Linked DNA regions of Macaca mulatta: region 1 is linked to region 2. The links are chromatin contacts, called in public Hi-C maps. All regions are on one chromosome and are shown on one strand. Each heading gives the region's core, a stretch centred on a gene start, on an enhancer-like site or on the middle of the called end of the contact. The rest is flanking DNA. Distances are from core to core; before and after follow the strand shown. Region 1 overlaps UMAD1 (UBAP1-MVB12-associated (UMA) domain containing 1). Region 2 overlaps UMAD1 (UBAP1-MVB12-associated (UMA) domain containing 1).

The links. A called contact is a pair of places that touch in the nucleus more often than the background predicts.
Region 1: a Hi-C map of CD4 T cells shows a contact between it and region 2, with 2.5 times the contacts expected there. The contact joins two enhancer-like sites. A contact is called at or near these places in 2 of 14 Hi-C or Micro-C datasets (CD4 T cells and liver).

Annotation. Positions count from the first base shown.
Region 1 is chr3:120,841,859-120,846,017 of T2T-MMU8v2.0, reverse strand. The region is part of intron 3 of UMAD1 (UBAP1-MVB12-associated (UMA) domain containing 1); the gene reads left to right. Among named protein-coding and RNA genes, the nearest start is that of UMAD1, 38 kb to the left of the region's middle. Within about 2 kb of position 1,412, at least 15 of the 40 cell types and tissues checked have an H3K27ac peak or open chromatin away from gene starts, as enhancers often do. A contact at or near this core is called in CD4 T cells, where this site is marked.
Region 2 is chr3:120,760,020-120,764,200 of T2T-MMU8v2.0, reverse strand. The region is part of intron 3 of UMAD1 (UBAP1-MVB12-associated (UMA) domain containing 1); the gene reads left to right. Among named protein-coding and RNA genes, the nearest start is that of UMAD1, 120 kb to the left of the region's middle. Within about 2 kb of position 2,705, at least 11 of the 40 cell types and tissues checked have an H3K27ac peak or open chromatin away from gene starts, as enhancers often do. A contact at or near this core is called in CD4 T cells, where this site is marked.

The DNA.
Region 1 (4,159 bases), core at 163-2,662, 83 kb before region 2:
AGTTTTCCCAGCACCACTGATTCAAGAGACTTCCTTTTCCCAATGTACGTCCTTGGCACCTTTGCTGAAAATGAGTTCATTGTAAATGTGTGAATTTATTCCTGGGTTCTGTATTTGGTTCCATCGGTCCATGTGTCTGTTTTTATGCCGTTACTGTGCTATTTTAGTTACTATACCTTTTTAGTATAATTTGAAGTCAGGTAGTGTGATTCCTCTAATTTTGTTGTTTTTGCTCAGAACGGTTTTGACTTTTCTGGGTCTTTTGTGGTTCTGTATAAATGTTAGGATTGTTTTTTATATTTCTGTGAAGAATGTCCTTGGTATTTAGATAGTGATTGCATTGAATCTGTAGATTGTTTTGGGTAGTATGGACATTTTAGCAATACCGATTCTTCCAATCCATAAACATGGAGTATCTTTCCATTTTGTGTGTGTGTGTGTGTGTTCTCTTTGGTTTTTTCATCAGTATTTTATAATTTTTATTTTAGAGATCTTTCACTTTGGTTAAATTTATTCCTAAGTATTTTATTTTACTGGTAGCTTTATAAATGGGATGACTTTCTTGGTTTCTTTTTCAAATTGTTTGCTGTTGGTGTATAAAAATGCTATTGATTTTTGTATGTGATTTTGTATCCTGTAACCTTACTGAATTTATTTATTAGTTCTGATAGTTTTTTAGTTGCATACACATATGTTGTGGTCAGCATATATCCACATAACTTTTTTTGTGGCATCGTGTGCAATAGGTACATTACAGAAAAATAAATATATTTTGTTGGTTTGTGTGTTTCTTGATGTCTGAATGATACAACTAAGTAAAGACTTATAAACATGATTATATTTGTAGCAACAACTTTTTATCAATATGGACGCTACAGAATTTGTTAGATTATCTCCTTATGTGGCCCTTATAACCCGTTTCTAGAAAGATCAGAGCAAATTATGTTGTTTAAGCTATAAATTATCTATTTTTTTTCCACTTGATAATACCTTTTCCCCTAGGCAAGCATTTCTGCTTAACACAAATAGGTTTTAGGTCACAATTATTAGATGGCATTGCAGAGTTGATGGAATCAACACATCATGACTTGAAATTCAGGTCTGGGCAGAGTCTAGACACTTGTTTTGGTAATAGGAATATCTGGGCTGTTCATATACAGTTAGCTCACATTTGGACGGAAAACCTTTCTCCCCATTAAGATTTCCAAAGCTTTTAGCCTTTGTAAAATGTTGAGTGTGCTGAATAAGATTAAGGGAAAAAAATTCTTGTAGAAAAACATCCTTTCCCTTGTAACCAGTTCCTATTCACGTAAGAAGGTAATAGCTATTCCTTCATTCAGTAATGAAGTTGAAGTAATCCTCCAGGGTACTCATTTTACACAAAAACAAATTGCAGTTTTCATTTGCATCACTGGGTGGCGATTTTTCATAGCCTTATACTACTGTTTAAAAATCCTACAAGCATGGCACTATTTGTAATTACCAGGGTTTTCTTCTGTTATGACATGTTTAATTGTACTTTTAAGACATTATCTTTAAATTGATTACAAATTTACTACTGTAGTAGCAAGCTCATAGTTATTTTAAGTTAGGAAAAGGGGTATTGCATAAATGTTAGGATATAATTGCTTCCAAAACTAAGACAAAAGCATGAATTAGCTTATTATGTTATAGCAAAAACAAGGAAAAATAACAAAAAATAATAGGATATAAATGAAAAGGAACAATTTAGATATTGTTGTTGGTTCACTAATATTGTTGACCAAATATTAAATTAACTTTGAAACAGGCAGAATGAAATTGGGCAAACACTGTCATAGAGATTAAAGGAATTGGGTTACAGTACAACTGAAATGCATCATGGTTTTCAGAATATGCAGGTGCTTCTTAAAGTAGGGCATAAGAACTTCTAGTTTCCATTAAGCTAATTATTTTGTAACACTCGCTGAATGTAGAACCAGAATTTAATAATTCACAGCAGCTTGGATTTCACCTTTTAAAATACTTTAAAGATATTTATGTAATTTAGTCTCACCTTCTGTTCTCCAGTCTAAATGATCAATCAGATTTTGAAAAGAAGTGAGTTATTTTTAAGATTATCTCCTCCTGAATTCCTCATTCTGGGAATCAAACCACATGTACATACTTCAGTTAAACTATCACATTTTTATATAGAACTTTTAAAGGTAGTCTCTTCATCGCTGTGTTGTTTCCTTTATTTAAAAGTCGAAATTTAGCTGTGTACATAAACATTTCCATTCTAAGGAATGAGGGACAGTAAGTCACTTTGATTCTGTCTAGGGTCAAAGGCTTTAATTAAAACAGTGACAAAAACTAAACCAGTTTTCAACATGTGCTTCCTATTTTTATTCCCTGTTCTTATAAAAATGTATACCAGATCTTTAAAAAATTAGAGTGTTCATGGATTAAAAAGCAACTTACCCTATCACTGTCTCCTTACCCATGTATCAGGATATCCAGAAAAACTCAATTTACATTTAATTTACTTAGCAATTTTTGTGTTTTTACTTTTGACCTTTAAATTGTAAAGCAAGTATGCCAGGATGTTTCAACTAACTCATTATGTAGATGCTTGTTTTTCTATTAAGAAATGTGGCGTTCTGTGTCTAATGGATAGAATTAACAGTATTTTCATTCACTGTTACTTGATTCTGGTTTACCTGTTAATCTAGCAGTGTTTCAGTTTCAGTTTTACGGAGGTGAAAAAGTTAGGTTACGCCGTCCCCATGTGGGGTGCACCACCCTTCCTTAACTCTTTGAATGTACAGTGAAAGGCAATTGCATGAAGGAATAGCAAAGGTGCCAGCTCTACTGAGAGGCAGAACTGAGCCTTCTGTTTGGCACGATTAATTGTGGGAAAGTCATTCATTTTTTTCTGGGGCTCAGTGGACTTAGTTGACTCAAATGTAAATTAGGGATCTATCTCTCTAACTCTGTGATTCTAACCCTCCTGTGCATTAGGGGATACTTAGAGAAAAATACTGGTGCTGGGACCCATTGCTAGATTCTGATTAAATGGTCCTGGGATTAGCCCCAGGTATTGATTTTTTTCCCCCCAGAGTTCTCCAGATGATTCTAGAATTCATGCAAGGCTGAGAAGCACTATAGTTCACTCTAATAATTGTACATAATCCAATAATACGTTAAGATACTTTGAAAAAGACTTCATAAAACAAAGTTACAGTTTCTTTTTTAGTTGAGCCATAGACAAACAAAAAGCAAATAAAACCACAGAATTTCTGGGTAATTACATTTCCTTCAAGATATTAAATCATTAAATAGAAAAAGAGCATAAAGCTTCATACATAATCCTATGAAATGAAATTTGTTTTGTTTTGTTTTGTTTTTTTAAGACAGAGTTTTTGTTCTTGTTGCCCAGGCTGGAGTGCAATGGCGCTGTCTCTGCTCACTGCAACCTCTGCTTCCTGGGTTCAAGTGATTCTCCTGCCTCAGCCTCCCAAGTAGCTGGGATTACAGGCACCCGCCACCACGCCTGGCTAATTTTTGTGTTTTGAGTAGAGACGGGGTTTCACCACGTTGGCCAGGCCAGTCTCAAGCTCCTGACCTCAGGTGATCTGCCCGCCTCGGCCTCCCAAAGTGCTGGGATTATAGGCATGAGCCACCGCTTCCAGCCGAAATTCATTTTCTATGAGTAATATACAGTTTTCCCTTGGTATCTGTGGGAAATTGGTTCAGGACTCCCGCTCATAACAAAATCCATGGACGCTCAAGCCTCTGATATAAAAGAGCATGGTTTTTGCAAATGACCTACATACATCCTCCCATATACTTTAAATCATCCCTAGATTACTTAAAACACCTAATACAATGTAAATGCTATGTAAACAGTTGTTTTACTGTATTGTTTGAGGAATAGTGACAAGAAAAGTTTAGTACAGATGCAATTTTTTTTTTTTTTTTTTTTGAGACAGTGTCTCACTCCGTCACCCAGGCTGGAGTGCAGTGGCACGATCTTGGCTCACTGCAACCTCTGCCTCCCACCTTCAAGCGATTCTCATGCCTTAGACTCCCAAGTAGCTGGGATTACAGGCGTGTGCCACCATTCCCGGCTAATTTTTTTTTTTTTTTTTTTGTATTTTTAGTAGAGATGGGGTTTCACCATGTTGGCCAGGCTGGT
Region 2 (4,181 bases), core at 1,456-3,955:
ACAGGACTCAGGCCCTCTCCTTGATTCCACAAGAGTCTGGTTACATCGAGCATTTTGCGCCCTCTTTAAACTTGACTGAGAATGTACAAGGCCACAGGCTTACAGCATTCTATTTTTCTTTTTTCCTTTCTTTTTTGCTTCATACATAAATGAAAATCTAATGTAAAATTATAAATAGGAAAAGTACTATCATGAAGAAAAAGGTACTAGGGAACCTGAAACAAGAGATTAAAACTGATTGAAAGGATCTAGAAAGGAGTCTTGGAGGAAGGCAAATTTAAGGTGGTCCTTTGGGGCTGAAGTCCTTAAAGGTGTATGACAATTAGACATGCTTGTAGGGAAGAAGGAGGAATGGAGATGCTTTCCAGGCAGAGGAAAGATATACGAGGGGAAAAAGTATAAGACAGTGACATATTCAGGGAACAGCAAGAGAAGTGGCTCAGACCTTTCTGGGAGGAAGTCTGCCGTATTATCCCCCTTCTACCCTAACTTAGGCAGTGTTAAAACATGGCTGCATATTCTTTGACCCTCTCCTGTTGAAAAGTTGTGTCGACGCCCCCTCCTCTTGAATCTGGACAAGCTCATGACTGCCTCAGTCAATAGAATATGGCCAAAGAGACCGTGGCTTACAAGGGTCAGCTGCAAAAGGCCATGTGACTTCTGCTTTGTTTACTGGAACACTTGCTCTTGGAGCTTGGAGCCACCATTTAAGATGTCCAGCCAGCTGGAGGCCATCATGCTATAGAGGCATGTGTATAGATGATCTGGCTGACATTCCCAGCTGAACCCAACTTTCTAGCCATTCTACCAAATATGAGTGAAGTTGTCCTTCACCTGCTTTCTGACTACCAGTACCCTAGAGCAACCTTTAACATCACTACACAGAACAGCAGAAATGCTCAAGCTCTGCCCTAAGTTTTGACCCACAGAGTTGTGAGATATAATAAAAATAATCATTGTCTTGAGTTGTAAGTAGTTTGTTATACACCAGTAGATAACTGGAATAAACGAACCAAAGCCAAAGTGAGGGGATTTTTCTTTAAATGCTTGCTGAAGACAATGTTAAGTCATCCAGAAACCTCTCCCTGGAATATACTACCGAATGTAATTTAGAACTTCTGCCAGGAAGACTGAGTTTGGAGAGCATTCGAGGCGGAGGGAATGACATGAACAAAGACAGCAAGGCAGGGAAGGACAGGACATATGTAAGGTAGAGAATAATTAGGTTCAGCTAGGAGTAGGGCACCTCTTGGGAACAGTGAAAGAATAGACTAAAAGAGAAGGTTAAGGACATGCTATGAAGGGCCTTGACTGTGAGATTGAAAAAAATAACATAGTGCCACTGAAGATTTTTTGAAAAGTTGTACTAGCAAAACAGTACTTTTGGGATTTTTTAAAAATGCTTGTAGGATGGACTGAAGTATGAAGAAATTAGGGGATCAGTTTGGAAGCTATTGCAGGATATTATGTGAATCTCATTTATGGTAGCTGCAGCCAGAATGAAAGCTTGAAAATAGATGGAAATACTGTGGGCAAGGCCACCACTGACCTACTTAGTACATTTTGTGAATTAAAAAAAGGTCCCCCTAGCTGGGCACGGTAGCCTACGCCTGTAATCCTAGCACTTTGGGAGGCCAAGGTGAGTGGATTGCTTGAGCCCAGGAATTCAAGTCCAGCTCAGGCAACATGGTAAAACCCTGTCTCAACAACAACAACAACAACAAAATTAGCCAATATGGTGGTATGTGCCTGTGGTCCCAGCTACTCGGGAGGCTGATTTGGGAGACTCACCAGAGCCCAGGAGGTCAAGGATACAGTGAGCTGTGATCTTGTCACTGTACTCCATCCTGGGTGATAAAAGTGAGCCCTAACTCAAAAAAATAAAAAATAAAAAAACAAAAAAGTGCCACTTCTTTAAGACATTTTACTTCCATCTGTTAGAAAATTGTTGTAATATGTTTATTAGAATAAGACACTTGACTGCCCTCTGCTGGAAAATTATTAAAGATATGTCTTTGGTTTGAATGCTCCTCCCCTTTTCACATCCTTGTGCAGTACACAACCTGTGTTACCATGCCTGTGAGCCTAATTTTGTGGGTGCGAGTGATAGGACTTGGTATTGGATCACATTTGTCGTTAGAAGGAAAGGAAGAAACCTCTGGTCTGGATGGTAGGAAGGTTAGTAGCGACATTAATAGAATTAGAACTTATTCTTGGGGCATAGATTTATAAGGCAGAATCATTCTTTACATGGAAAGACACTCATTTTCTTATTTATTGATCCCATTGTTTGCATTTACTCAGTAAGAATTTTGATACCTTTTCTTCTAGATCTCAGCTTTCCCCCCTTGTGACATCTGAGAATGTTGACCAGTTCCTCTTTTGTATTCCACACACCTCTCTCTTCTGTATCTTTTCCTTCTATTCTGTTTGTTGCTTCTTATCAATCTCCTTTGCTGGCCCTTTTCCCTCAGGTTTCCATTCTTGTGCTTTTTTATACAGTGGGTGCTCAATAAATGTTTGTTGAATTGAATTGCATTGCTTTTGAAAGATCAGTTGCAGGTTTTTCAGGAGACTGATTCATAGGCAGTTAGGGACTAAGGGAGTGCCAGAATTCGGAAAGTAGAAACCTATCCTAAATACAGTTCCTTGTTTGGGGATGTATTTTTTACACAATAGGTCAGTCTTCCTTGGGGAATATCTGTACTGTTGATCCGTTCATCATTGTTCAGCAGTGACAACACCAGGAGAACAAATTATTTACGTTGGCTGTGTCATATGGGTGTGTCTAATTCGGAGAACTTTCAAACAAAATAATGAAGCTTCCCCAGCTTCTAACTTGGGAAGTATGAAAAGTTACTTAAAAAAAAAAAAATCTTGACTCTTATTTAAGCACATCAGTGACTGATGAAGTCACAATGTATTTTAGTATTTTCATTTGAGGTTTCTTGCTAACATTCTTACCACTGCTACCACTAACCCCACCCCATGTGTGTAAGTTACTTTTCCTTTCATTTTTCATGGGTCTTGTGTGTTAAGGCAAACTCAAGAACTTTGCTCTTCTGATAACTTAACATTGATTGTGTGGCTGCTTTGTGCAAATTGCTGTGGGATGCCTCATGGAAATTACAAAGGTTTCCTTTGCTTCTGCCCTTCAGGAGAGACTTGCTTAGTGGGAGAAGTAGATGCATATGCAACTGCTCCAGGGCAGGCAATGACAAGGGTCATAACATTGTGCAGACAGAGACAGGATTCCCTTAGAGCGATGTAAACATCACTCGAAGACTGAGCCACATATATGGACTTGCCATATTTCTTTCCTAAATTGCATACTTAACTCTTCACTTTCCTGGGTTGGATTAGAATTTGTTTTCATCGAAGGCTTCATGAGTCAAAAGCACATTATATATATTTAAGATTTAATGGATTTAATTTGAAATGCATTGAATAACATTAATTTTAGCAGATTTGATTTTTTTAAACGCTTTTAAGCTGGCACTCTCAAAATAGAGAAAATCAGAGTGATATTAAATAAACAATGATATAAAACAGGAGTTTTATGTTGATGTAAACCTAGTATTTAGGAAATAAATATCCTGAAATTCCCTAGCCAAGTTATATTTTTAAATGTTTTGAGCACAGGAAACAAGTTATAAACAGCCTAGTAGGGAATAAAATATTAACTATGGATCATTGATATTTAATTGAAGTGCTTTTTATTTAATTAAAGCCAATGACATTTTAAAATTATTTCTTTGTTTATTAATTTTTCTTCAATTAAATTTTAGCCTGTATTTTAGATACAAGGGGTACATGTGCAAGTTCGTGATATGGGACTATTGCATAATGCTGAGGTTTGGGGTGTGGATCCCATCACCTGGGTAGTGAGCATAGTACTCAATAGATGGTTCTTCAGCCCACATTCTTCTCCCTTCCCCACCCCCAGTAGACCACAGTGTCTGTCATTCCTGTATTTATGTCCCTGTGTGCTCAATGTTTAACTCTCATTTATAAATGAGAACATGCAAAGCCAATGACATTTTTACAGTCATTGGAGTCACAAAGACATTTGAATTTTACAAATTTAAATGTATTTAAGATTGAAATTTAGGCCAGGAGTGGTGGCTCATGCCTGCAATCCCAGCACTTTGGGACGCCGAGGCTGGCAGATCACCTGAGGT